Regions from separate parts of the Mus musculus genome. Here all the other regions are linked to region 1. Evidence: chromatin contacts called from public Hi-C data. All regions are on one chromosome and are shown on one strand. The core of a region is the stretch at or near the end of the contact, and the rest is flanking DNA. Distances in the headings are between cores, read along the strand shown.

What was found. Hi-C and Micro-C count contacts between places; a contact is called where the count stands out from the background.
Region 2: a Hi-C map of cerebellar granule neurons shows a contact between it and region 1, with 6 times the contacts expected there. The contact joins the enhancer-like site here to the promoter of Kcnd2 in region 1. A contact is called at or near these places in 3 of 39 promoter capture datasets (frontonasal cranial neural crest and liver) and 2 of 484 Hi-C or Micro-C datasets (cerebellar granule neurons and cerebellum).
Region 3: a Hi-C map of cerebellum shows a contact between it and region 1, with 3 times the contacts expected there. The contact joins the enhancer-like site here to the promoter of Kcnd2 in region 1. A contact is called at or near these places in 4 of 39 promoter capture datasets (frontonasal cranial neural crest, hippocampal neurons, second pharyngeal arch cranial neural crest and 1 more), 2 of 484 Hi-C or Micro-C datasets (cerebellar granule neurons and cerebellum) and 1 of 115 datasets of contacts at active chromatin or transcription factors (embryonic forebrain).
Region 4: a contact with region 1 is called in a Hi-C map of cerebellar granule neurons, with 3 times the contacts expected there. The contact joins the enhancer-like site here to the promoter of Kcnd2 in region 1. A contact is called at or near these places in 2 of 39 promoter capture datasets (hippocampal neurons and liver), 2 of 484 Hi-C or Micro-C datasets (cerebellar granule neurons and cerebellum) and 1 of 115 datasets of contacts at active chromatin or transcription factors (forebrain).

What each region holds. Positions count from the first base shown.
Region 1 is chr6:21,212,077-21,219,591 of GRCm38.p6, reverse strand. Kcnd2 (potassium voltage-gated channel, Shal-related family, member 2) reads right to left here and starts at 4,246. Exons shown (of 6, transcript NM_019697.4): 1 at 2,179-4,246. The coding sequence starts at 3,293.
Region 2 is chr6:19,575,887-19,583,401 of GRCm38.p6, reverse strand. No RefSeq gene overlaps it. Among named protein-coding and RNA genes, the nearest start is that of Mir6370, 24 kb to the right of the region's middle. Within about 2 kb of position 3,706, at least 2 of the 459 cell types and tissues checked have an H3K27ac peak or open chromatin away from gene starts, as enhancers often do. A contact at or near this core is called in cerebellar granule neurons and cerebellum, where this site is marked.
Region 3 is chr6:19,940,015-19,947,529 of GRCm38.p6, reverse strand. No RefSeq gene overlaps it. Among named protein-coding and RNA genes, the nearest start is that of Gm22828, 320 kb to the right of the region's middle. Within about 2 kb of position 3,234, at least 2 of the 459 cell types and tissues checked have an H3K27ac peak or open chromatin away from gene starts, as enhancers often do. A contact at or near this core is called in cerebellar granule neurons and cerebellum, where this site is marked.
Region 4 is chr6:20,088,709-20,096,223 of GRCm38.p6, reverse strand. No RefSeq gene overlaps it. Among named protein-coding and RNA genes, the nearest start is that of Gm22828, 470 kb to the right of the region's middle. Within about 2 kb of position 3,818, at least 1 of the 459 cell types and tissues checked has an H3K27ac peak or open chromatin away from gene starts, as enhancers often do. A contact at or near this core is called in cerebellar granule neurons, where this site is marked.

The DNA of each region.
Region 1 (7,515 bases), core at 2,997-5,496:
AGGCTTCTAACAATAAGACACCAAAAAGACAAGGCATTTAAGAGTCTATTTGTCCAGGCAATTAAAATACTATAAACTTTAGAAAAGGGACTGTAGATATTCCTTTAAGACAGTTTCATGTATTATATAAAGCATACTTTTATTGCTTCTACATAGTAAAAGCCTGGCTGTTGTTTTTTTTTCCAATCTGAGTCATTAATTAGCTTAATTTCATTAAAAAAGAATAAAAATTTCAACTTCAGTGAAACTGAAATTCTTAAAATCAACCCCCTTACTGCTTCCAAGTTCTAGAAAGTTCACATATTTAACTGTCCTTATTTGCTCCCCTGTATGACAAACAAATGAAATCAATTGCATAGGTGCTGCTCAAGTATTTCAACGTGCTTTCTTAAATCATCCACAAGAGCATGCTTGTGAGCAGTAATAGTAACACAGCCCCATTTTTTTTCAGAAAGTAGCATACATTTCAAGATAGAGTAAGAATTGCAAGCCATCTCCAGAAATGAATATTAATATTAACTTCTCATGTCTAGAATTTCAGCTCCTTAAAATTAGAAATTTGTCTCCATTCCTTGTAATGATGCCTCCATTCGATCACCTAGACAGTAGGCAATGTTAAAAGACTCGCTGAGACCTCACGAAAATCCTGCAGACCACCACATTTTGTAAAGTGTATTGCCTCTCCATAGCTCCCCCTTTGTTTTCTTCTTAACAGAGAGCTTCTTTAGGATGGCTCAGATGTGAAATGATGACAGCAATCCTCACTACCTGATTGTCCTTGCATGATTCAACATAATACAGAGACAGAACAAAAAAATAAGCATAACTCTTTGGAGAAAGGGTAAGCACCTGTAATAATCTGCCGCATCCTCTCTTATCTGTCACAAAACGACCAGCAGAATAAAGGGAATGAAGGCAGAAGGAATCATGTTCTATTCCTTCACCTTCCAAAAGCTATAATTACACCCTCAAAGATATGGGAGGCTTCATCAAAATCCAAAGCACTATATTTTACTCCAGCCAGTCTCTTCATTAACTCAGCCAGAAATTTCCCCTCATAAAAACATATTCCACTAGTTGGCCATATAACACAAGAAATTCTGTTCAGCACAATATGGCCAATAAAATTAAGTTGACTTTAACCACAATGTCATTTAAAGAAGCCAATTAAATGAGCCAGAAACACAAAGCTGAAAATACAGCCTTGGGAATAACTTTTTTTTTCCTGTAGTCCTTACCAAATCCTTCTTACCCTGATTACCTAGGTAAGAAAGGCAGCAACAAAGCTAAAGGAGGAACTCTGAACTCTCCAAGGATTATCTAAGAACTCTACAAAGTAGCCGTCTCTTTCTTGTTTATTTGATTAGTTTTTCTCCTCTGGCAAGTGCTTCTACTTTTCTGTAGTTTGAGGAACATTAATAATCACTCCACAGCATTCTTTATGACATCTAAATAAATCCTAATTCTTTCCTTAAAAGTCCGTTTCAGACAGCATGAATTCAGAATATATTCCTTTGGTTTGTAAAACTTCATGCCCTCAAATAAAAGAAGGAAGGGAAGAATTCTAGAAGAAATTTAAAACCCCAAATTGTACACTGCAACTGGCCTATGATGGCCAATAATTTCACAGACACTCCTCTGCCTTCCAAGTGTAGTTGATGAACCATCTGCAGACTCTTTGACTGATGGGACCCATAGCTTCAGAAAACTCTAGTGATGACAGTCATATGTTTCTTTAAAAAAAAGAGACAAGCCTGGACTTCCAAACATTATATTTTGTATAGTTGACCTGTTTCCAATCTGATATTCTAAGTATAACCCATTACTCATAATGAAAATCTATAATTTATATAATGATATAAAATTAGACAAGGCTCTTAGGTTGAAAGACATACCATCCACATCTATTAATTAGTCTATTAAGTCTATATTTGTCATTTTATGGTATCAGTAATTAATATTTGCCTATAACTCCCAAGTAATTTCAATCGTTTTTGTCATACCCATTTCACAGATCAAAATTATTTGTTTGTTTCCAAACTTTTAAAATAGTGCTTTCTTAAATCCATTCAGAGGAAAAAAAATGTAGTCACTCTAAAGCATCAGGAAGCCTTAAGAGATTCATAATCAACACAACCCATGTCCAATCACCATCCCGTTTTCTACAAAGGCACCTACCCCAGTGTTGTCATGGTGACGATGGTGTACCAGAAGGCTGCCGGGATGCTGGTGAACTTGCTTGCTGAAGAGCCCTTCTCTGCGTAGAACATAACGGTAGCGAAAATGATGATAGCCATTGTGAGAGAAAAGAGCAAGAAGCCCAGTTCTGATGCACAGCTCTTCAGGGTGTACCCCAGTATACGCAGCCCTTGAGAGTGGCGGGAAAACTTAAAGATCCTGAAGACTCGAAAGACTCGGAGTGTGACAAAGGCTCCACTGACATCCTCATTGTCTGTCATCACCAGCCCAATGTAATAGGGTAGGATGGCCACCACGTCGATGATACTCATGACACTGCGCACGAAACGGTAACGACTAGGTGCTGCGGCCAGGCGAAGCAAGTACTCAACTGTGAAGATCATGACACAGGCGGTATCCAAGCAGAAGAAGGCCACCGCATACCTCTCCCCACAAGGCAGTTCTTTTATGTGGCCTGGGCTAGACCCACATGGAACTGTTTCCACCACATTCGCGATGACTGAGACGGCAATGAAGAACCCAGTCACATAGTAGAACACCAGGGCCATGGTGCTGGTGTGGGGATTCTCAAAGGCCCGCCAGACCCTCTGCCTAGCAGTCATGGTGGGCAGCGCACTCTCTCCTGTATTGTCAGTGTCTGCATCATCCTGGAGGCGCTCAGCATTCTCCCGCCTGCGGTCCTTGTACTCCTCATAACAGCAGTCGCCAATAATTTCTGGGATGAGGCCAAAGAAGGCCAGTTCTTCATCATAAGCCGAGATGCACTCATGGCGGGGATAGTGAAGCTTCCCCGTGCGGTAGAAGTTGAGGATGTGGCGGAAGATGTCCGGGTCACGGTCAAAGAAGTATTGTTGGGTCTCTGGGTGGTAGAAAAAGTCTCTCTCAGAACTACCCAGCAGAGTGTCTGGGTATCGTTCCAGGGTGTCTTGCCATGTCTGGAAACGGGTGCCACTCACGTTCAGCACTATCAGAGCGTCCTGAGTCCTTTTTCTCTCCTGTCTTGGGGGCGCAGGCATAGGCCCCGAAGCAACAGGCATCCACCCAATGGCGGCTGCCCTGGCAAAGGGCAGCCATGCTGCAACACCGGCTGCCATGTTGTCTGGAAGTGGAGGTCACGAGAGTGAGCAGGGGGGTCACCCAAAATAACACAATGAAAGTAAGAAAGTGCCCCCCACTTCTTCACCTCAGGCAAAACACTGGGGGGACACTGCTCACAGGAACACGATTATTCCAAGGTGGCGCAGGTCAAGTCACAGTACTCAAGAAGGTCAGGTTTCCCTCACAGAAGTATTTGGAATACTAAGAAAAAAAAAATACAGTGACCTAAAAATCTCTCTCCATAAAGCCTAAACAAATCTCTGCCAACAGTTGGACCAGGGCAGGTCCTGGCACATGTAAACGTACAGGTGACTTCGGAGACAGCCTGGCTTCAAACAGGTGTCTTCGCTTCTCCCCTGATACAGTCTGGTAGATATGGGGTCGGTATATAGAGCAGGAGAGAGGAAACAGGGAAAGTCAACCAGTCAGTGGTAGTCTCTTAAAAGAAAGAACCCTTTCACCTTCCCCTTTTGCTGAAGTGGTCCTTCCCGCCAAAGGCGTCTCAAAAAGACGACCTGTTGTTGTAGCTCCGGAGATGCGGTCACAGCCGCTGTCCCGCGTCCCTTGGAGTCCGCTGGCCGCCTGTACTCACGCTGCGCTTGCAGAGATGGAGGTGAAGTGCAGGGCTCGCGGCGGGGGGCGTCGGTCTAGAGCTCTTTCTCCCCCCCACAACGACGACTGACACCCTCTGCGCTAGCCGAGAGCGTTTGCCCGATGGGCCCTTTCACTCTCTGTTCAAGTTCAGCTCAGGTGCAGTGTGACAGTTATAGAGCCTGGGAGCTGGCAGCCGCCGCCGCCGTGGCGGCAGCAGCATCTGCCTCCGCGCAGAACGCGCCTCGCCCGCGGTACATACCTGGCAAAGTGCGCACCGGGGCTGAGTTGCATAGAGACTTTGCTGTCGCCTTGTACCCGGAAAGGGAAAGGCAGAGCCAGCGGCTCCCGAGCAGCCAGATCCCAGGCTCCCGGGGAGCATAAATAAAGCTCTGGCGAGCTCTCCGTCCCCTTCCCCCACCCTCCGTGCCTCCCTCCTCCTTGTCACCTTCCCAAAAGCCAGGCGCAGGCGAGCAGAGCCAACAGCAACAAGTTCAAAAAGGTGCGGGGGAGGCGAGCCGCCCAGGCCACTCGCTCCTGCCAACTTACTGCGCGGCCGGCGTCCCCGGGGTCGGGGCGCTGCGGGGCTGCGGGGCGCCGGGACTGCGGGGTTGCGGGGCTGCGGGGCGGGCGGTGGCGGCGTGGGGCCGGGACCGAGGCGGGAGCGGGCTGGCGTCCGGGCGCGGAGGCAGGAGGCGCTCGGCGGCGCGGGGGCGCGAGAGGGCCGCTCGCTGCTTCCCCGCCAGTGGGTGGTCCCGCATCTCCCCCGAGCACCGCGCGCAGCTCTGCCGGTGCGATCGATAAATAAGCTGGGAAGAGAGCGAGAGCCGCACGCAAGCCCCGCCACGCAGGTTAGGCAAAGGCGTCTCCTGCCTTTCCCTCGCCTTGACCTTTCTCCGCCCCCGCCCCCTCGGGCTCCTCTCGCTCCACCCTAGCCACCCACCAGCCTCGACGCCAAATGTCACCAAGCGAGAGCATCCAGGTGGTTCTACCCCGGGGATGAGCGAGCCTTGGATGAACAAAGGGAAGCTTCAAGGCACTCGGCCGCGGCTGTTTGATGGAAGAGAGGAGGAAGGGGACCGGTGGCTTACTGCTGCCTCCGGAGCCCCGGTTCCAGATGAGCGTGGGAAAGGGGGGCAAGGAAAAAAAAAAGATTCGAGAAAAGCTGGAAAGGAGGGTGAACAGAGCGGAACGCGAAGGAATTGGTTGCCTTTGGGGGGCGACTGGGTCGCAGAACCTGCAAAGCTCCGCGACAGAATTTTTAAGTGACTCTCCCACGTTCCTTTATTTATTTTTTTAAATTATGTATGTTCAAAACAGATATTAATGTTACTAAGGCTAATATATTACCCGTCCAACTTGCTGGAAAAGTCACACAAATCTCCTCTGGTTAGGTCTTGCCACAACTCCTTTCCCCCTGTCCTTTGCAAATGACAGGAGAATTTAGACCCTTTTCTAAATGTCAGTGTGCAGGGGCGTGAGTCTCTTAGAGTGTGTGTCTCTTCATGCCCTTTGCGCATCCCTGCCCATATCTAAAATGACCGAAGAAAGAAAAGGTGCCCGGGTGAAGGGTGAGTGATGTGAGGAGAGACAGGAAAATTGTAGTGGCCAACCGATTTTGGTCTTCGTGTACCCCGCCCCCAGTCATTAAGTGTCTTCCTTAAAACCAAGCTTTTAACAACCATGGCCACTAGATGGCGGGAGTGGCGAGAAGTTAAATTTACATCCAAGGTTGCCGCTTTAGAAAGGCAAAGGATCAGAAAAATTTACTGATTCAACAGAGAATCTGATCACGTAAACATCTTTAAATTTCCTGCGACCACCCACCTTTTCAGTGTTTATATGTCACGCGTTGTTCAGGCTTCAGACTGCATTCTGATGGACATGGAATATGATGTACAGAGTTTCCTATTGAAATGTCTTTGAAAAATTACATGTGAAGTACCAAAGCATGATCAACAAAACCATTAAGACCATTGAAAAGTGGAGTTCACTAGAAAGAGCAGACTGACTTCTACATAAAAATTTATTATTCAAGGCTTTGTCTTTTGTTTAGAAGGAAAGTGGGTTGTGATTTGCTGTAAAGAAATTGACTTCCAAAAGACTCTAGGCTTGATGTGCCCACTTTAAATGGATGCTCAAAGAGAACCTATGAACTTAAAGTATAGAAAAAAATCATCAAAGAATGAGAATAAACATCCCCTGTATTATATGGGTTTAACTGTCAAGATGGATGTTTGCTCTCTGTGCTTAGTTACCCGTGCCGGGTTAGGAATTCCAGGGCTGGTAGGTCGTAAGGCTGGAGCTAATGTGCCAGGGAAGTTTAGGACACCTGCTGTTTGTTTGTTTGTTTGTATTAGCCAAGTGAAGGATGCTTGCAAGGCTTGCAAGGCTGAAAACTAGCAAATTGAAAGGAGGGGGTTGCCTTCCAATTGCTATAAAAAAATAAGCTAGCACAAATAAAAAAGATGGCACCTTGGCAAGATGAAGAAAGCAAGCCACCCAAATAAGTAGGAGGCATAGGTACTAAAAGCCCATTATATCGTCCTACCCTGTAAGGATGGAACAGACTTTGAAGCAGACCCTTTCCACTGGGAGATCAAATACTTACAAGCATAAAATAAATACTTAACTTCATGAGAAGCCTTAGAAAACATAACATCTACAATTTGGGAAGGCGTTGTAATCCGTTCTTCACAAGCAGCTACTCACGGTGCAGAGAATTAAACTTACCTAGATTTAAGCTTAGGTTAAACACATCTATATTCAGATCCTTGCTCAGGAAATAGTGTACTGATTTGATTTTATTTAACAAACTAGTTAACGTCTATGAATGAAAAATAAAGATAATAAAGCAAAACATTTTAGCCCTGTTGTAAAAATGAAAGATAATATTTTCAAGTTTCAATGTGTTTTACTAAGAACATGGAAACTAGCTGTTTTATTATTTTAATGCTCACACAATTCATCTTATCCAGCCTGTGCATGAAATTCCCACAGACATCATACTTGCTTTTATCTCTGAATAAAGCATATCTCCCTCTCCCAACAGGCAAGAACCTGACATTTTAATTTTCAGTTGTTCATTGAAACATACAGAGATTGAAAACCCAACAGAGTGCTTGTGTTTCACTTCCCCTTCCCAAGATTCCAGTTCATCCCCATCTCCTTCCCATCCTGTATCCTATACCATATTGATTAAATGGGAAGCAAAAGAAAACTCAGCACAATAAAATTGAATTCACTACCATCTCCTAATCATATCAGTTTCTCCTTTCCTCTCCTGATAAGTGAAGACCAGGAAAGGACCCTGATGGCACTCATTCCTTTATTACTTCCCCTAGCAGACACACAGTGACCCAGTATGTCTGACTATCCATCCCATGCTGACTACCAATTCATTCTTACATGGCATTTAGAGGTGTTGTTGTTGTTAAGAACAATCTTAAGACCAGTTAAAAATAGGTATAGGTATAGGTATAGGTATAGGTATAGGTATAGGTATAGGTATAGGTATAGGTATAGGTATAGGTATAGGTATGGGTTCCTTATAACTATCATCTACTTCCCCTAAAGGTATCACTTCAAATCCTATTAAATCACAGCCAGAAGGTAACACTCATATCC
Region 2 (7,515 bases), core at 2,457-4,956, 1.6 Mb after region 1:
AATATGGGTGGCCTATTGCTCTTATTAAAAGAAAAGGGGGATATGTAGGAAGCCACCCTCATATTCGCCGTTGCAAGATGGCGCTGACATCCTGTGTTCTAAGTGGTAAACAAATAATCTGCGCATGTGGCAAGGGTAGTTCTCCACTCCATGTGTTCTGCCTTCCCCGTGACGACAACTCGGCCGATGGGCTGCAGCCAATCAGGGAGTGACACGTCCTAGGTGGAGGATAATTCTCCTTAAAAGGGACGGGGTTTCGCCATTCTCTCTCTTGCTCTTGCTCTTGCTCTTGCTCTTGCTCTCTTGCTCTCTTGCTCTCTTGCTCTCTGGCTCCTGAAGATGTAAGCAATAAAGCTTTTGCCGCAGAAGATTCCGGTTTGTTGCATCTTTCCTGGCCGGTCGCGAACGCGTGTATGAGAATCTTCTACACAATAAGACTGATGGCAAAAAAAAAAAAAAAAAAACAAAAACTAGATGAACTGTGGCTGGATCAGGCTATAAAAATTTAAGAGTTAAAATAGTAAAATATGGTACTGGAGAGATGGCTTAATAGTTGAGTGTTTTCTGCTCCTGTTTTAGTTCATCTTCAGAAGGTGTCAGGTAAACTCCTGAAGGCACAGGAAATGGAACAAATAAGCAATTAAAATATTGTGGAAAAAGAAGGAAGGTTGGTAAGAGAGGACAATTTCAAGGTAATAAAAGACAGCCACGTACCTATTACAGTAGCTGAGCCAGCCCTGGAATGTGAGGTTTTAGTTTAGTCCCTGAGTCTGTGCTCTGAACCTCATTACACAGAAATAGACCATTCAAGCTTTTAAATAACGGTACATAATATGTTTTAAAAGTGTCTATATTGGTCATTTTTGTCATCACTGTGAACAAACACCTGACCAATAAAATAAAGAAAGAATAGTTATTTCTGCTGCAAGTTCCACTCTATTTTTCATTATAGTGGAGAAGGCAGAGGACAGGAACTTATGGCAGCTGGTCACATTGTATCCACAATCAGGAAGCAGAGGCAGATGCATGCTGCCCCTCAATTTGCTTGCTTCTTCTATGAAGTCCAGATCCCGACCAGAGTCTGGTGATGCTGGGTGCCCCACATACTGAAATTCTGAAACTCTATAACAGACAGTCTCAGAAGTTTGTTTTTTGTATGCCTGTAGATCCTGTCAAGTTCATACTCAATATTAACTAGCAAATATTTTGTTAAGTATTTTAGTTTATAAACAGATGATGAAGTTTTAGAGAAACTCTGACACACACACACACACACACAATTTGTTTTATGCTTGTTACACACATTAATTAAATGTAAACCAATAAATACTAACAGACATGAACAGGACTCAAGGCAGTATACTTTTGTTTTTATGTCTTCAGTAGCAATAATTTCTATTTGTTCATAAAGAGAAAATCTATAAATCATATATGCTGATGCTTTTGTCAGGATGATATGTGTATTATCCCTGTCTTCTTAAATCTTACACAAGCTTTACTCTAGCATGCACAGCTGCTAAATCATTATCCTCTGCATGAATAATTGTTGCAGATGTTCGTGTTGATTAATGGAGAACAGCTATATTTATGGTGGCTTCAGTATGGTACACCATTATGACTGCTCAAAGCACAAAGACACTGTGCTGTGATGCTCTGATGTGAAGCTGTGTGTAGAGGTGATGACTTGCTACTTAAGTCTGAAGGATCCTATTTCAATACTGCTCATTCCTAACAGCAAAGGGATCTTTCTCTCACCATACATACTTTGAGGAAATTTTAATATTACCAATAAGTTTTCTTCTTTCTTAATGCTCAGTTACAAATGTAGTATCAACAAAACAATCCATCACCACTAAGTGACAATTTCATAGCCAGTTTCTTAATATTTCATGCTGTAGATTATTTCTTGATTTGCCATTACACAATCTTTTAACATACTAAGTCAATCATTAGGGAAAAAAATGAGGAGGTAGATCAGCTAGATCAAACAGGATCCAGCATAATGTTTAACAGAGCACATTTATAAACATTTTTCTTGTTAATTTGCTTTCTTGTTTTGATTCTTAATGGTTTTTGAAATTCTAGCCTATTCATTTGCCTTGACATGAATGGAGTTTCAGGACAAAGGATCTTTCTTGAGCTACATCAAAGTGAGGTGAATTAACCTGCTTAACCACCCTTTATAAGTTTCCTAAGTTTCCCCAGAATGAAGAATGTAAGGAAAGAAGTAATTTCAATAGCTATCAAACAGTATATCCATACTTAACAGTTCCTTTTACATTTATTTTCCTAAATTCAAATTGCCTTTATCAAGCAAGATTAGAGAGAACTGGTGCTTTTTATCCTGAGCAACCAATCACTATATAATTCTCTTGATATCACTGTAACTAGAATTCTTAACATTAGAAAATATAGCCAATACCTGATAAATACTTAGTGAATGACTAATGTCTTGAGGCAGATTATAACATTTCTAACAACTGTGGTTTTGATTAGAAAGAAAGAGATGCAAATGGCTCTTTTCTGTCCTTTACTTCTTCTCCAGCATGGCCACTACCACTAAATCAGCATCCTTAAATACACTGTTTTATTATCATCCTGAAGTAGAAAAATAAATATGAAAGAACATGGTTTTGTCAACTACAGCTCACTTCTCAAACCATTAGAAATTGTAAGATGATCTTAACTTTTTTCTCCCAGATGCAGTTTAGTCTCCTATGGGATACTGATACTGTTGAGTGAAGTAAAAAATGTTTCACTACTAAATTTGTGTTGTTTATATTCCCTGAGCAAATTCTTCAACAGTAAGAATACTTTCAAGATGATATAAGTACTCTACAGATAAGTATTGATCACTTACAATATAAATGCACAGAAGGGCCAGGACTGATGCACAATGCTGCATTCTGTGTTCTTGAATGAAAAACACTAAAAAGTACAAAGCAATCAAGGGAAGAGAAAGGGGATGGCAATCTAGTCATTCAAAGACAGCCAAAGACCAGAAGGTAACTCCTTTCCTATGTTCACTTTGGAGAGGGGATCAAATCTGTTCCCCTTTCCAACTTGTTTTTCTCTTCTCTACAATGAAGACAAATGATGTATAGCTATTCAAATCTGCAAAAAGATGTAAATCAGAAACAAGTATGGATGATACTAATTTGGAAACTGAGCTCATAGCCAATTCATATACTGATACATTGCTTAGGAGGCTTCTGGCTCACAGGGAAAGTCAGAGTGAGGTAGAACACCTACAGAGAGGATCTTTGGAAAGGGAAGCAAGTATAGGTGACCACGCCCTTATTCTTCCAGAAGGATGCAGGCCTGATAAAGAGGGAAGGCATATGCTCTCTCCATGCATTTGGGAGTGGCAGGGATATTGGGGAAAGCTTGGGGTACAAAAAGCCCTGAAACACTCTCTAAAGAGCTAACCTGTATGGGATTGGATTCATCCTATTCAAGCATATTGGCAGGTTGATCACAGTGAAAGTTTCACATTGAAAGAAAATATTGAGAATATTTATCATGACTGAGAAAGGAAAAAAAATAATCTAGTGTAACATATTGTGCTGGAACCTGGTATAAAATATTCGTAATGATAATTAGGAAACAGAGGAAATGGAAAAGAATTCATCCTGAGGGTTGTTGACAATAGGGTTTGTAGCAGAAGCAGCAGCTGCTCCAGCCTGTGGGGATCCCCCCAGGGGACAAGGTTTTGATGGAGTCCTAGTGAACATTTCCAACCAAGAAGTGTAGTCATTTAATCCAAGCCTGATCCTTGGAACCTGGACCATTGCCACAGATCAAGCAACTGTCATTTGGCAGTTGTACCTGATGCAACTGCCTGCTGGGTACCTTCCTGTGTTATTTACTTCCCATGTAGTAGGCTTGGTTTGCTGGCAAACTCCTTGCTCAGTGTAATTCCTGGATTTGATGTCCTGGCTTCAAATGACAATGTCCATAAATCTGGCTGACAACACTTCCAGTTTAGAGATTAGGAGTCTATGAAAGAGGAGGAGACAGGTAATTGTCATCACTGGGCAGCAAATAAACACTTTTAAGCAAAGCTAACAGTTCCTTTGGCACCACATTAAAGCACAAAGAAAAGCTGTTCAGGCAATAATGCAAGCCACTGCACCTGAGCAGTTAAAAATTTGATGGCTTATAGAAACCTGACACATACACACACACACACACACACACATACACACACACACACACACACACACACACACACACACACATATATATACAGAAATGTTAGTTTCCATTGATAGCAGTTGCTAGCTTATAACTTCATAGTTTATGTAGAGTAATAAGAAAATATGTGTTTACTAATTGATTTAGAGGTTCACAGGAGTCTTGCAAAATGTAAGTAAAAAGTACATCAAATAAGAAATCAAATATGTGTTTTGGCTTAAAGACAGGGGCAGGATTGAAACTTTTGGACTAACTCCCAGCCTATACAGGATTAGCTGTGTGAACTTGCTCAGGTTCTAACACTCCATTTCTTTACCTATTACATGGTGGCAACAATTCTACCCATGACATCATGTATTTTTAATTTATTTGTTTAACATGGTTACAAGGTTTAGTTTACCTCACCTCATCTACCTAAATGTCTGTTAGAGGGATGTCTGAATTTAAATCAGTAGTGATTATGCCTCAAGTTCACAAACTGCTTAGGTGAATATATTTTTCCACATTAGTATATCAATTTACATTCAAGGAATATTACTTTTAACATACAAAGGAAACTTCTGGCATAATCTAGGGAATATTTTTAATTCATGGTAAGATGTCATATGTCATTATGTATGTGCATTTATTAAACTAAAAAGAGCCACATTCCATTTTTTAAAATTATGACATTTACTGAAGGACTGAGTTAGTACTATAGCAATATGGCCTGTTTGTGAAGGTTAAATTAATCATCAAACCAAAATTATTGATTCCTAATTAATAGAATGGTGGGCCTTTTGTTAAAAGGTAACACCAAGAGTCAGTAGGTAAATCTAAATCCATATCAAATGATATGCCATCTCACTTGAGTTAAACAAATTAAGACCCAAAATATGAGAAATTCTGTGAGGATTCAGAGAAAGGAGAATAACTATACTGTTGACACCGAAAAGAGAAAAAAAACTAGTAAAATACCATTAGAAATTCCTGAAAAGGCTCTATAGACTTTTGTACTATTTTCCTATACTTACTAAAGTTTGCATATCCTATTTGACAAAGGGCTATATGGACCATTTATTCATTTTTTTTTAAATTAAAGCATGTGCTTTTATTTTTGTTGTTGAGTTATTTGTTTGTTTTATTCACTTGTTTGTGTTTTTTTATGAATTCTGGATATTAAGTCTTTGCTAGATAATAATATGAAAGTGTTTTCCCATTATTCAACTTGTAACTTCATAATATTCATTTCATTTTGTTTTGTTATATTTTGCTATAAAGTGGAAGACAAAGTGTCTAAAGGTATGTCAGCTTGGGTCTGGAACTTCAGTTCCATCTTCTAGATCACCTTGTCTATTTTTGTGTCAATAGTAGGTTGACTTTACTATTATAGCTCTGTAGTATAACTTAAAACCAAGAGAAGGTATACCTCTTGGAGCTTTTTTATCATTCAGGTTTGCTTTTTTAATATAAAGTTTAAGATTTTTTTTCAATTTTGATAAAAATTTGTTTTAAATTGTTAATAGGCATTACACGGAATCTGTATGTTACCTTTAGACATATGGTTATTTTCACAATACTAATCATACTTCCTATGCATGGGATGTTTTTTCCATTGTCTTATATCTTCTTAAATTTATTAATTCAATGCCCTGAAATTTTAATTGCACCAGTCTTTCACTTCCTTAATTAAAATTATTTCCAATTATTTCAGAGGCTTTGCAAAAGATATTGTTTCTCTGATTCATGTTTTTATTTCTGTATGTTTGTCATTTATATGGAGAAAGGTTACAAATATTTGTGTGTTAATTTTTTTTATCTGGCTATTTTGCTCAATATATTTATGAGCCCTAGAAATTTACTGATGGTGTCTTTAGAATATTTTATGAACAAAATAATAACACTATGAAAAAATGACATGTTTTGCAACTCTTTCCAGAACTTCAAACCAAGGGGAGAGTTTGTCATTGAAATAAAAACATATACAAATTCCCAGTTATTAGGGCTTTTCCCAGGCCTTTGCAACTTTCACCTCATAAACTACCACAAACAAAATACATTTACATACTGTGTTCTTACTCTGTTGTGACTATGCTTTCCTATTTTTTTACTAAGAAAAGTTTACATGTAGACAGTTAATAGGTAGACACAATTATATTTTCTTCTCTTTTGTTATTATGCTTTATAAACACACACACACACACACCAACTTATACATGTTAGTATTATGCTAGGATTCAGATTCTCCACAATATGCTAAGTGTTTAAGAGACATAGTTGAAACATTGAATTTGTATTAAAGAAGTATTTAGTTACATTAAACTAGGTTAACTCATTACATTGCCATATAGATGACTGAAAATGCTGTGTTGAGAAATTGTGTTTCAAATAGTAAATGTACACTAAACAAAATCTTCAAACATCCCATTCATTAATATACATACAAGATTCTAGTACAGTCTGTGCAATCATGTATGTATGGCAAACATATATGGCTTAAAATAGACATAGCTTTTCAGAGTCAAGATTAACTTCTTAATACACATTTCAGTTTTACTTGTGCCTACCATGTGTATGAGCTGATAGAATATAACCACAGAATACAGTGTGACTTTTACCAGTTGACAATAATCAAAACAAATGGTCCACCATCATAACAATTTAATATATGTTTTTCTGTAACTCACAAGTCTTGCATTTCAAAATCATATCTAGGCATTAAGGGACTGAATAAAGGACAGACACATGGGCACAGAGTCACATAGAATATAAAGTATGGTGTATTTTATGCTCTGATGAAGCAGTAGTTACTACTTCCAGAACCCAGAAACTCAATGTGTTTATTAGATGTTGCACAAAGTGAAGTCTGGGTTACTTTCATTCAAGGGAAACCTCTTATGGCATACTTTCTCATACTGCTAATATCCATGAGTAGGATGGAGCTGCAGTTGCTAGATTTTATAAACACTCATCAATACCCATAAACTGACATGTAGACAGAGGTAGGCTTTGATAATCCAAGTCTGACCCATATGGGAAATTGCTTTTTAAAATTTCTCATGTGTCTGAAGTCTTGGAGTATTCAACAAATCATTAATACACAAACCCACTCTGGGCTTTTTTCACTCCCTTCAACAAGAGAATTAAATCTGACTATAAAGATATTGGTGTTTATGTTTGCCTCTTAGGACGTGATCTTTATGTACTAGAAAAGTAATGTCAGATAAAAGTTATTCTGTTAACATCGGTATAGGGAATGTAACAGTGTGATTTAGAAATGCTATTATTCATCCTTAAGTGTATTTGACAAACATCATTAAAACTCTGGACACCATGTTG
Region 3 (7,515 bases), core at 1,985-4,484, 1.3 Mb after region 1:
CAACAAAATTGATAAACCCTAAGGCAGACTAACCAGAGGGCATAGAGACAGTATCAAAATTAACAACATCAGGAATGAAAAGGGAGACATAACAACAGAAACCAAGGAAAATTTAAAAATCGTCAGATCCTACTACAAAAGCCTATACTCAACAAAAATGGAAAATCTCGATGTAATAGACAATTTTCTAGACAGATGCCACATAACAAAGTTAAATCAAAAGCAGGTAAACTATCTAAACAGGCTCATATCTTCTAAGGAAATAGAAAAATTCTTAAAAAACCTCCCAAGCAAAAGAAAAAAAAAAAAAAGCCCAGCCCAGGATCAGATGGCTTTAGTGCAGAATTTTACCAGACCTTCAAAGAAGATCTAACATCAAACTATTCCATAAAATACAAACAGGAGGAACCATACCTAATTCATTCTGTGAAGCCACAATTACTCTGATACCAAAGATAGCTGTTTAGTTTTTGTAATATAAAGATAACTAATGAATTCCATCCTTCCATTTAATATAAACTTTCCAAATGAGCTGTTAAATCAAATAAATAAATTATTTTTAGGCTACCAAATAAAATTTATATATACCATGAAACTTGTTACATTTGAAGCAATTAAATTCAAATCAGTCTCTGCCTTAAGAACATTGGTAATTCTAATATTTAACAATACTGATAAAACTAATAGTAACATGACATTTCCATGTTTTAGCAATTAAAATAATAATGAAATATAAATTCCATTTAATCTTTAAATATCTCATACTTCTTAAACATACCTATTCTTTTTTATTACACCTTTTATTTAATGTGTAAGTGTGCATGCACTGAGGTGACAGAGTAACCTTTAGACATAGGTTTTTGTTTGTTTGTTTGTTTTTTTTGTTTGTTTTGTTTTGTTTTTCCTTTGCCCATATAAATCCCAAGGACCTGACTCAGGTTGTCAGACTTGGCAGCATGCACTTCTATCCACTGGGCCAGCTCTTACGTCCAAACTGACTGTATCTTGATAGTATACTTGAAAGAACTGTAAACCACGAAGCATTTCTTCTTTCTGACACGCTTCCCCTCAAAATGTATCATGAAACACTTTATCATAAGATGACATATCTATTTGTTGTGGGTTTCCTTTTCTTTTGTGGTGGCAGAATAGAACTAGTACATAATTTAGAAATATAAACCTGAAAAATTTGGACATTTGTCAGTAAAGGCATTGGAGGCATTTTTGGCACATCTCACAGTTTGACGGATCTGACTACAAAACACACATTCATTTATTTATTTTATAAATTGAAGAAACCAGTGGCTCATGGACAGACAAGCTAGAATAGATATGGCTTGTCTAGGCAAAGAAGTTAATCCTCAGTCTCCCGTGATTAATGAGCAGTTTTTCTTTTGGGGTTTCAGAATGATTCTTTACTTTAAAATTGTTGTGCTTCTCCAACTGAGTTCATAAACTCAGTAGACTAAATTTTCCCAGAATTGTCAATTATAGATCAAGTCCACATCACTAAATCTGATGCATTTCTGCCCTTGCATGTTCTACAAAAATGTTCAGCACTCAGTCACATCGTCACTCTGTAGGGGAGTCAGCAGCAGATGCACTGATGACACACAAGGGGATTTCAGATCCAGCTGAGCTAAGGTTACCTGGATGACTTCCAATGCAATCTTGGAGCACAGAGAATGGAACTCGTCTGCCTAGTGACATGAACCACTCTAGAAGGTACTCAAACACCACGGTGCACCTCTTTGTGTTGAATACAGTTTAGGGCGATGAATACATATGCATAATACATTACATGTTGACTGGGATAGTTGCTTCCCTCAGGAACCATGAGAGCATGATCCTTGGATAAAAGCCTGTATGTACATGATTAGATTAGCAATCACAAACTTTTTTTTTTTTTTACTAACATTCCGTATCCATTAAGCCTTATATGGAAAACAAGTACTCTAAAGTATATTCAATAGCAAAACATTGTTATGACAAATAATGATCTGACATACTGCAATAGGCTTAATGTATACCCCAACATGTGTGAAACACTATTTTTTATAAGAAAGTATTTTGAAGTTGGTTAATATATAGTTAGTTGATGTAGTGAAGTCTACAAAATGATTACAATGTTTTTATAAAGGCCTATAGTGATACCATACACTCTTTCTGCCATGTGAACATAGTATAAATTAGGAGACTGTAATGTGGCAACTGTCTCTTGAATTCAGCCATGCTGAAATTTTGTTCCTATACTTTCAGATTCAAGAATTGTGGAATATTAATTCATGTAGTTTTAAGCCACCCCACCTACAGTGCTTTGTTTAATGCCCAACTCAATAGGACTTTGTCATGATAAATTTAATCTCTACAGAAGCTGGGCTTACTAGTCTTCTTTCACAGTAGTGATAATTAAGGAGAGAATAGTGGTCTGCGTAAAGTGACACAAGGCACAGAATTTGGGCTGCCAAATAGATGACTTCAATGTGTATATTATTTCACATTATCACTTGAAAATATCATTTACTTATATATGCTATAAATTTATCATAAGCAATGCACTTTATGAATATATCCAATCACTTAGCAATCCTCGGGGAAAAATACACATGCAAATGGCACTGTGGATACTTTTGGTAAACAAAAAGCTGGGTCGGTATAAATCAGGGATGACTAATTAAAAGAAAGATAATTGAGCATTAATATGATAACTTTGGACTGATGATGTACTCATTCACTATTGCTGTTCTCACAGTAAATAGCATTTATACCTTCAAAGTTACAAAAGCCGTTTGACAATATTCAGCATGTTTTGAAAGACCATTTACTGTGTCAAGTAAATGATCCATTATCTTTGTGATCACTTTTGTTTCATGTTCATATTATTTTATTTACAAGTTTTTGGAAAATTGCATAAAAACAGATGGCTGATTTTGAAAGTTTTGCCTCATGTAGGAAATGTATCTCTGTCCAGATGGACACCAGGTTTCAGTGCCAATATTGTACCTTTACCATATGGACAAGAGATTTATGGCAGAAAACACTGTGTTCAGTTTTATACCCCAACAAAGAGAATGTTTGATTAATTGCTACTCAAAATTAAATTTTGAATCAGAAAAAGGAGTAAAGTACAGACCACTTAAATAAAATATCAAAAACATCCACATCAAGATATCCCTGAATGCATAATTAGAATATATTTCTTAACATATTTCATATTTCAATTTGACAAACACAATTTTAGTAAGACATACTGAAGTATGATTACATAGAGTTAGTCATACATTGGGCAATATGGTCTATAGGTTTTATGAAAGTATCATAGTGATATTGAAGTAATCACCCAAATAAAGAGTGAAGATTCTATCATTCAAAATGAAGTCCTCATGAAATGTTCTATTGTGATGTATTTTATTCAAGTGTTAAAACAACAACATCTTATGAGATAAGCCTCATTCGGTATTGAAATATTGAAGTTATTTTTTAATTCTTAATTACCTTGGTTTTATTTATTAAAACATGAATTTTTGTGTTTACTTTTAGGGTTAATACTCCTCTATAATTTTACAGTCAATGTATTAATGGACTCATAATAATTAGAACTCCATTTTGATATCTGTGTTTATAAAGCTTTATATAGAAGTGACATTATCTTTCTGTAATATCTTCGGCAGCCATCTATGGTTAAGTCATCTAACTTTACTCTTAGGATGCTATCAACTTACATGTGCAACATATTTAATGAAGTAGGTTGTAAGCAGTCTAATTTTTTAAAAATAACTTTAAATATTTACTATAAGAAATCTTTCCATTTCATCAAATTTGTATTCAGATGGAATACATGCTCAATGTAATATTTATAATAGTACCTGTTACCTTTTAACCAAATATGCAATTTTCTCTGGTGTCATTTCTCTTACATATTCTAGTTTACTCTGGATTTTTGATTCTTGGATTGGTATTGAAAGACCCATAATGTGAGGACTCCCCCACGTTCTGACTCAGGAGAGGTGACACCCCAAAATCACCCACAAGAAACGGTCTTGCTGCAAACTGCAAGAGGATTTTTATTCAAGAGCTCTCTCCCGCCCACGGTCATACACCACCCAGGGGTAGAGGACCGTGGCACACTGAGTAGCTGGGTCAGGGGGTATTTAAAGGAAGATACCACAACTCAAGGAGGTGGGAAGGGCGTTGTTGGAAAATACCAAAAATACCAGTTAAGAGTCACAAGTAAGTGCAAAGTCACAGGAGTCACGAGGAATACCTGGTAATTGTGAGGGTTATTTCTCAAGACAGTTTCTTTCTTTCTTTTTTTTTTTTTTTTTTTTTTTTTTTTTTTTTTTTTTGGTTTTTTGTGGGTTGTTTGTTTGTTTGTTTGTTTTATTTGTTTTTTTTTCTTTTTTTATTACGTATTTTCTTCAATTACATTTCCACTGCTATCCTAAAAGTCCCCCCCCCCACTCCCCTACCCACCCATTCCCATTTTTTGGCCCTGGCATTCCCCTGTACTGGGGCATATAACATTTGCCTGACCAATGGGCCTCTCTTTCTAGTGATGGCCGAATAGGTCATCTTTTGATACATATGCAGCTAGAGTCAAGAGCTCTGGGGTACTGGTTAGTTCATAACGTTGTTCCTCCGATAGGGTTGCAGATCTCTTTAGCTCCTTGGATACTTTCTCTAGCTCCTCCATTGGGGGCCCTGTGATCCATCCAATAGTTGACTGTGAGCATCCACTTCTGTGTTTGCTAGGCCCCGGCCTAGTCTCACAAGGGACAGCTATATCACTGTCCTTGCAACAAAGGCTTGCTAGTGTATGCAATGGTGTCATTGCTTGGAGGCTAATTATGGGATGGATCCCTGGATATGGCAGTCTCTAGATGGACCATCCTTTTGTCTCAGCTCCAAACTTTGTCTCTGTAACTCCTTCCATGGGTGCTTGTTTCCAATTCTAAGAATGAGCAAAGTGTCCACACTTTGGTCTTCGTTCTTCTTCAGTTTCATATGTTTTACATATTGTACCTTATATCTCGCTATACTAAGTTTCTGGGTTAATATCCACTTATCAGTGAGTACATTTCATTTGAGTTCTTTTGTGATTGGGTTACCTCACTCAGGATGATGCCCTCCAGGTCCAACCATTTGCCTAGGAATATTATGAATTCATTCTTTTTAATAGCTGAGTAGTACTCCATTGTGTAAATGTACCACATTTTTTGTATCCATTCCTCTGTTGAGGGACATCTGGGTTCTTTCCAGCTTCTGGCTATTATAAATAAGGCTGCTATGAACATAGTGGAGCATGTGTCCTTCTTACCCTTTGGGACATCTTCTGGATATATGCCCAGGAGAGCTATTGCGGGATCCTCTGGTAGTACTATGTCCAATTTTCGGAGGAACCGCCAGACTGATTTCCAGAGTGGTTGTATAAGCTTGCAATCCCACCAACAATGGAGGAGTGTTCCTCTTTCTCCACATCCTCGCCAGCATCTGCTGTCACCTCAAGACAGTTTCTAAGAGCACCTAACAATAGCACATTTGCATAGTGGTTTCCAACAATGGTCAGGGTAGCTCAGGGTGACTTTCTTTGAATGAATACTCTTTGAACCCAGGAAGCAAGTGGGTGGAGGAATGTCACTATCTGTTTTATGATTAGCATACCTTGGAGCATTGAGTCACAAAGGTCACATTCCCAAGCCTGGGCCTAAAGGCCTAGAATTTTGTTTTTTCATTTTACTTTTTCAGTATTACCTTTTGGTAATTCAAAATAAATATCGGTAGAATATTTCAGTTTCAAATACTAATTGTCATTGTGTCTATTAATTGTTGAAGCAGGGCTCTGTCTCACAAACACATACACACACATGCAGAGAAAGAAAGAGAAAAGAGAAAGAGAGAAAAACAGAGACAGAGAAAGACAGAGAAAGCGATTGAATTTTTCTTTCACTGAAATATTTTTTGTCTCATATATTATGTCAATGTCCCTTTCTCCTACCTTTCCAAGGTCCTCCCCACATATCTTACCTTCTGATTCTATACCCTTTCTGTCTCTTCTTAGAAAGCAAACATGTTTCTAAGGGATAAGACAATAAATAAAATAAGATAAAACTAAAACTAACATATCTGAATAGTATAAAACAAACAGAATGAAGGAAATCCCAAGAAAAAGATAGAAGAAACATAAATAGACATAGAGACATGTTTGTTTGGACAGAAAGCAAATTCATAATACCACTAAACTGGATACCAAGGTGCACGTGTGTGTGTGTGTGTGTGTGTGTGTGTGTGTGTGTGTGTGTGTGTGCGCGCGTGTGTATTCAACAAAAAAATAAGAGTTAGGAAAAGCCCTGTCATGCTAATATGGAAAAAGGAACCATTAAAGATGCCACTGAGTTGATTTACCTTTAGCCATCTACTTTTGGCATGCAGCCTAACAATAAGAGTAATAATCTGTTTCACCTGAAAGACTCCCTTGGAGAAAACTAAATTGCAGGTGCTAGGCATGCTGCCTCAGTCTCTATGACTTCATATATGTCTCAATCCTGTTGATTTAGAGATCCTTGTTTTCTTACTGTCCTCCAACCACTCTTGCTTTACACTCTGTTGTGGATAGCTCTGGGGCTAATTATATTTTATTTTAATTCTGTTCTCCTGTGAGGGGTTGTGAACAAGGAATGAGTCAGCACTCAGGTGATTTCCTGTAAACTTGCTTCAGCCTTAATTTGTAAAATAAAGGAGAGCTGATGATTGGGTAGATGAAGGGAAGGTGGAGCAGAAGAGTGAGAGAGAGAAGGAGAAAATTGAAGAGAAAGAGAGAGGACATAGAGTAGGAGGAAGAAGAAAAGCAGAGCGGAAGCAAATGCCCTGGAGAAACTGCAAGTTCTAAGGGGTCTCATAGATGTGAAAGATGGCAGTGTAGTGGTAGATCTGCCCAATGTAGACACACAGCATGTATTCATATTAATTGTGTTGAGATTTACAGCAAAAAACTCTTTCAAACTCTTCTTACATAAGGTTTTCCTAGTGTTGAAAGGAGGGATTTTATAGTGATATCCCATTTAGGCCTAAGTTTTTCAGGCATTTCACTCTCCACATATTTTCAGATGATATGATCCTATATAATTGACTTTAAAACTCCACCTGGAAAGACCTAAAGTGGATAAACACTTTCAGTCCTCAAGCTGGGTACAAAATGAACTAAGACAGAAATCAGGGAAACACGTTTTGCAAATACCTCAAATTATATAAAATAACTTGAAGTAACTATAACCAAGCACATGAAAGATTTATATGGTAAAAACTGTAAGTCATTGAAAAGAGAAATTGAAGAAGCTATCAGAAGATCGGAAGACCTCCTACTCATCAATCAGTAGGATTAACATAGTAAAAATGCCATTTTACCAAAAGCAATCTACAGAATCAGTGCAATACTCATCAAACTCCAAACCCATTTATCATTAAAGGAAAATTATCAGCTATATATGGAAACTTACACACACACACATACAAACACAC
Region 4 (7,515 bases), core at 2,569-5,068, 1.1 Mb after region 1:
GAATAAGAAAGAACTCACGAAAAAGGAAAACCAAAATGTGGATACTTTGATCCTTCTTAGAAATGGGAACAAAATACCTATGGAAGGAGTTACAGAGACAAAATGTGGAGCTGAGACTAAAGAAATGACTATCCAGTGACTGCCCGACCTGGGAATCCATCACATATACAATTACCAAACCCAGCCACTTTTGTTGATGACAATAAGTGTTTGTTGACAGAAGCCTGTTATTGCTGTGTCCAGAGAGGTTCATCCAGTGCCTGACAAATACAAAGGTGGATGCTTGCAGGCTATCATTGGAATGAGCACAGGGTCCCAAATGAAGGAGCTCAAGAAAGTAACTGAGGACCTGAAGGAGTTTGCTTATGTAGACTATAATATCATCTGAATATTATAATACTTTGAAATCTTTCTTTCTGTTTTATATCATTTGATATTCTTTTATTGTCTACTTGTTCTAGTTGTACTTTGAATACTCTTTTGAATAAAAAAGGAAAGAGTGGTCATCCTAGTCTTGTCCTGGATTTTAGTGGGATTGCTTCAAATTTCTCTCCCTTTAATTTGATATTTGTTGTTGATGTACAGTGTATTACTTTTTATTATGTTTAGATGTGTGCTTTGAATTCTTGGTCTCTCCAAGACTTTTAACATGAAGTAGTTGAATAATACATAAAGTGTATTGTTTCAAATGAATTTTCAACATCTTATGAAATGATCGTATGTTTTTTATTTAAATTTTTCTATATAGTGAATTACATTAATGATTTTTTTTTAATATTGAAATATCCCTGAATTCCTGGGAGGAAGCCTACTTGATCTTGGTGAATGGTAATTTTGATGTCTTCTTGAACCTGGTTTTCAAAAATTTTATTGAGTCATTTTGCATCATTAGCAAGATTGATCTGAACTTTCTTTGTTGGTTCTTTGTGTGGTTTAAATATCATACCAACTGTAGCTTCATAGGATGAATTTGATGGTATTGCTTTTGTATCTATTTTCTGGAAGAGTTTAAGGAGTATTGTTATTAGCTCTTCTGTGAAGGTCTGGTAGGATTCTGCACTAAAACTATGTGGTCCTGCGTTTGTTTTGGTTGGGAGACTTTTAATGTCTACGTCTATTTCATGAAAAGTTATGGGAGTATTTAGATGGCTTATTTGATCTTGATTCAACTTTGGTACATGGTATCTATTTAGAAAATCATTCATTTCATCTAGAAATTTCTAGTTTTGTTGAGTATATGCTTTTTTAGTAAGATCTGATAAATTTTTTAATTTCCTCAATTTCTTTTGTTATATCTCCCATTTCATTTTTGATTATTTTAATTTGAAAACTGTCTCTGTACTCTCTTATTAATTTGGTTAAGGGTTTATCTATCTTAATTTTTTTTAAAGAACCAGTCCTTGGTTTTGGTGATTCTTTGTATAATTCTTTTTAATTCTAATTGGTTGATTTCAGCCCCAATTTTGATTATTTTCTGCTGTCTATTGTTCTTGTGTTCACTTCTTTTGATCCAGAGCTTCCTGGTGTGCTATTAATGTGATAGTGTATGATCTTTCTAATTTTATTTTTTAATGAAAGCACTTAGTGCTATGTATTTTCCTCTTACCACTGTTTTCATTGTGTTTCATAAAGTGGGGTATAATGTATTTTCATTTTTACTAAATTCTAGAAGGTTTAGTTTCTTTCAGTATTTCTTCATTGACCAAGTTATCATTTAGTATAGAGTTGTTCAGGTTCCATAAGTGTGTGGTTTTCTGTTTTATTTTTATGTTGTTGTTGTTGTTGTTGTTGGTGGTGGTGGTGGTGGTGAAGACAATCTTTAGTCCATTTTGATCTAATAGAATGAATGGGATTATTTCAATCATCTTGTATCTGTGGAGGCTTGTTTTGTCTATGATTATGTGTTCATTTTGAGGAAAGTACCATGAGGTGCTGAGAAGAAATGTTTGTTATAGGGTGAAATGTTCTGTAGATATCTGTTTAATACATTTGGTTCATAAGTTCTGTTGGTTTCACAGTGACACTGTTTAGTTTCTGTTTTAATTATCTGTCCATTGGAAATTGTGGGTTATTAAAGTTTCCCATTATTATTGTGTGACATTCAGTGTGTGGTTTGAGCTTTTGTAAAGTTTCTTTTATGAATGTGGGTTGCACTTGAATTTGGGCATAGATGTTCAGAATTGAGATTTCATCTTGGTGTTTTTTTTTTGATGAATATGAAGTATCCTTCCACATATCTTTGATAACCTTTGATTGAAAATTTATTCTATTGGATATTAAAATGGCTACTCTAGCTTGTTTCTAAGTACCATTTTTTTTGGAAAAAAAAAATTTCCAGCCTTTCCTTTTAGGTTGTATCTGTTTTTGTCACCTAGGTGTGTTTTTGTACATAGCAAACTCCTAGATCCTTTTTATGTATCTAGTCTTTTATTCTGTATCTTTTTGTTGGAGAATTGAGCCCATTGATGTGGAGAGTTATTAAAGAGCAATGATTGTTGATTCCTATTATTTCTGTTGTTAGAAGTGGCATTATGTCTATGTGATTCTCTTCTCTTTTTTGTGAGATGATTAAGTCTTGTGTTTTCTTGGGTGCAGTTACCCTCCTTGAGTTGGAGTTTTCACTCTAGTGTCCTTTGTAGGACTGGATTAGTAAAGTTATTATTTAAATTTGGTTTCATTATTAAATAATTTGGTTTCTTGATATATAGCAATTGAGAGTTTTGATGGATATAGTAGCCTGAACTAGTAATTTTTATTTTTCCGGATAGGATCTGATGGTGTGTTTCCAGTATCCAGGCTTTTAGGGTCTCTGTTGAGGAAGCTGGTATAATTCTGATAGGTCTGCCTTTATATGGTATTTGACCTTTGTCCCTTGCAAATTCTAATATTATTTTTTTGTTCTGTGCAGTTAGAGCTTTGATTAATATTTGGCAGGAGGAATTTCTTTTCTGGTACAAAATATCTGGTGTCATGGCTATCATTTTCTTTAGTTTAGGACAGTTTTCTTCTATGATTTGGTTGAAAATATTTTCTGGCCCTTTGACAAAAGAGTCTTCACTCAATCTATTTCTGTTATTCTTAGGTTTGATGTCTTCATTGTGTCCTGAATTTTCTGAATGTTTGGGGTTCAGAACATTTTGCATTTTATATATGCTTTAACTCGTATGTCAATATTTTTTTACGGTTCTTCTGAGTCTGAGATTCTCTCCTCTATAGCTTACATTATGTTGTTGTTGCTTGCATCTATAGCTCCTGATCCCTTCTCTGGGTTTTCCATGTCCTTACTACCTCCATTTGTGATTTCTTTATTATTTTATTAGCATTTTATGTCTTGGAGTATTTTGTTCAATTTCCTCACCTGATTTATTGTATTTTCCTGTATTTCTTTAAAGGACTTATTTATTTCCTCTTTAAGGGCTTCTACTAATTTGCTTGTGTTTTTCTAAGTTCTTTAAGTGAGTTATTTATGTAGTTGTAAGCCACTTGTGAACCGGGTACTACTGAACGGCAGGCTGGGGCTGAAAAAGAGATATAGACTGCAAGAGAAGAATGAGGCCAAGACAAATTGCTCTGATCAAAGCCCGCAAGTTTACTAAGAGACTGTGCTTATAAAGGGGGAAGGCTCATCTTCCCTGCCAGTCCATCCTTGGTGCCTGGAGCCAGCCCAAAGACTCCAAGCAATGTGGATTGCCTCAAAGGTGTCTCAGCAGGCAGCAGGATCTCAGAGAAGAGCAGGGCAGTTGACACATCAAGAGAAGCCAGCCAAGTCTGAAAGCTGCACCACACGGGGCCCTACCTCAGTGGTGACAAGGTCTGCACAAGCTCTCTTCAGGCTGGGGGAGGCTATAATTCCTCACTGATTATATAATAAAAATAGCTGGACTGAGCCATAAAATTTATTTATGCTCCATAGTTCTGCCTGGGAATTATGGTGGCTGGCGGCCGAGCCTGGCTTGAGAAATCTCAGATTTTCCCAAACTATTCTTATCTGTCACGGAGTATACATGCAGCTTGTTTGTGTTTATTTTACACAAACATGGCTCTGCGGTGTATAACTAACAAACCACAGCCTCTTGGCATGTTTCGTTGTCTTAGATTGATAGAGTTCTGAAATCTGGTTGTCCATCATTGGCTGACCGGCCCTCATAGCACACCTTATTCTTAAATCAGACCAAAGCCACAATTTATACTTAAAGTGCTTCTTCATATTGATGAATTTCTGCCACCTGTGCTTGCTGGAGGCTAGGCTGCACGCTTGCTGAAATCAGGTTGTAAGGGGAGACTGACCTGCTTGAAAAACAACAGGATAAAAGCTTCTTTGGGGAAGTCCAAGTACTTTATTCAGTTGCAAATTAGCAATGATCAAGCTCAGACTTTGACCTCCCAGTGTGGGGAAGCTGGCTTTGAGAATTAACAGAAAAGCTGAAAATTCTCCCACAGTGGAGGCTGTGCTCCAAATTAACTTTTTCAGCTAAAAGGATTTTTAGCCATCAACTAGGTTAGAATCATACTTACTAGAAGATTCAGGATCTGTGTCCACTTGACAAACCAATCTTTCAGGCAGCCATCGTGCTACATCTTCTTTTTGTGCAAAACCACAGACAGAACCTCTTCCCTAGATAAAAACAGGGTCTAGACCATTCCATGCATTAGTTAACAGGTCCTGCCATTTAACCATGTCATAAGAACTGGAAATAACTGGATGCCAGTGGAGATCTGCTGCAGACTGACCTTTAATATCAGTTTGCAAAAAAAAAATAAAATGAAAAGACAAAAGCAAGATGTGCTTTTGGTGACCTTGGGGGGTATAACTGCCCCTGTTTTGTTTTTAAAAGCCAATTTTTCAGAGTGTGATGAGTATGTTACACAATTCCTTGTCCCATGGGGTTATAAGGAGTTCCAGTTTTATGTTTGATACCAAATTCCTTACAAAATGAAGTAAAATTGTTGCCAGTATAGGATGGCCCATTATCTGTCTTAATGAGTTTAGGCAATCCCATAGCATTAAAGTCTTGTAAACAATTATCAATTACATTATTAGAGGCCTCTCCTATATGTAGAGAAGCTAAAAGAAATCACTTGGAAATGTATTAATAGTCACATGTGCATAATTTATTTATTAATCAGAAATAAGAATATCCATTTGCAGCAACTGATTAAGTATAAGATCTCAAGAATTAACACCATTATGTGGAAACAGGTAGAAACAGGGGACACTAAGAATATTTTTTTTTTTTTACAATTTGACATGCACATTCTTTAAAAATACAAAAATATTATCTTAAGCCATTACTGTTTTGATTATATAAAGAATGAGATTATATGGCCAATTATTTTTGTGTAAGAACTGTAATCTGTCTGAGATATAAATCTAGCATGGCATTTATAAATCTAGCATGGCATTGTGTTAAGGTCTTGTCCAGGCAATCTAAGAAAGATTCTTAAATCTCCAAAAACAGTCTTCTAAAAACAACAGCATTTTTTTCTTATGAGTTGTATATGCATAAACCATTGCAAATTTGAGAATTTATAGTATCTGAGGGATGAACAATTTTAAGCAATTGTAAGCTCTGAGATACATATTGATAAATATACAAATGAAAGCTTGATTATTCAACATTTTAAAACACCATCTACAGCACTCAATTTAATTATCTTTGCTGAAGCAAGAGGAAATTCAAAATAATAAGCATGTGATCCAATTCGCATATACTATTCTCCCATAGAAGGGCTGCTTTTTTTTCACTTGAAAAGCACAGTATTATTTATTTATTTATTTATTTATTTATTTATATTAGGTATTTTCCTCGTTTACATTATTTTTTCCATTTTTATTAGGTATTTAGCTCATTTACATTTCCAATGCTATACCAAAAGTCCCCCATACCCACCCACCCCACTCCCCTACCCACCCACTCCCCCTTTTTGGCCCTGGTATTCCCCTGTACTGGGGCATATAAAGTTTGTGTGTCCAATGGGCCTCTCTTTCCAGTGATGGTCAACTAGGCCATCTTTTGATACATATGCCTCTAGAGTCAAGAGCTACTGGTTAGTTCATAAAGTTGTTCCACCTATAGGTTTGCAGATCCCTTTAGCTCCTTGGGTACTTTCTCTAGCTCCTCCATTGGGAGTCCTGTGATCCATCCATTAGCTGACTGTGAGCATCCACTTTTGTTACCTTCTGTATCAATGAGTACAAGGCTATTTCTCACTTTTTTTTTAAAATTAGGTATTTTCCTCGTTTACATTTTCAATGCTATCCCAAAGGTCCGCCATACCCACCCCCACCCCCAATCCCCTACCCACCCACTCCCCCTTTTTGGCCCTGGGGTTCCCCTGTACTGGGGCATATACAGCTTGCAAATCCAATGGGCCTCTCTTTGCAGTGATGACCGACTAGGCCATCTTTTGACACATATGCAGCTAGAGTCAAGAGCTCTGGGGTATTGATTAGTTCATAATGTTGTTCCACCTATAGGGTTGCAGTTCCCTTTAGCTCCTTGGGTAATTTCTCTAGCTCCTCCATTGGGGGCCATGTGACCCATCCACTAGCTGAGTGTGAACATCCACTTCTGTGTTTGCTAGGCCCCGGCATAGTCTCACAAGAGACAGCTATATCTGAGTCCTTTCAGCAAAATCTTGCTAGTGTATGCAATGGTGTCAGCGTTTGGGAGCTGATTATGGGATGGATCCCTGCATATGGCAATCACTAGATGGTCCATCCTTTCGTTACAGCTCCAAAATTTGTCTCTGTAACTCCTTCCATGGGTGTTTTGTTCCCATTTCTAGGAAGGGGAAAGTGTCCACACTTTGGTCTTCATTCTTCTTGAGTTTCATGAGTTTAACAAATTGTATCTTATATCTTCTGTATCCAAAGTTTCTGGGCTAATATCCACTTATCAGTGAGTACATATTGTGCGAGTTCCTTTGTGATTGGGTTACCTCACTCAGGATGATACCCTCCAGGTCCATCCATTTGTCTAGGAATTTCATAAATTCATTTTTTTATAGCTGAGTAGTATTCCATTGTGTAAATGTACCACATTTTCTGTATCCATTCCTCTGTTGAGGGGCATCTGGGTTCTTTCCAGCTTCTGGCTATTATAAATAAGGCTGCTATGAACATAGTAGAGCATGTGTCCTTCTTACCGGTTGGGACATCTTCTGGATATATGCCCAGGAGAGGTATTGCGGGATCCTCCGGTAGTACTATGTCCAATTTTCTGAGGAATCGCCACACTGATTTCCAGAGTGGTTGTACAAGTCTGAAATCCCACCAACAATGCAGGAGTGTTCCTCTTTCTCCACATCCTTGCCAGCATCTGCTGTCACCTGAATTTTTGATCTTGGCCATTCTGACTGGAGTGAATTGGAATCTCAGTGTTGTTTTGATTTGCATTTCCCTGATGATTAAGGATGTTGAACATTTTTTCAGGTGCTTCTCAGCCATTCGGTATTCCTCAGGTGAGAATTCTTTGTTCAGCTCTGAGCTCATTTTTTAATGGGGTTATTTGA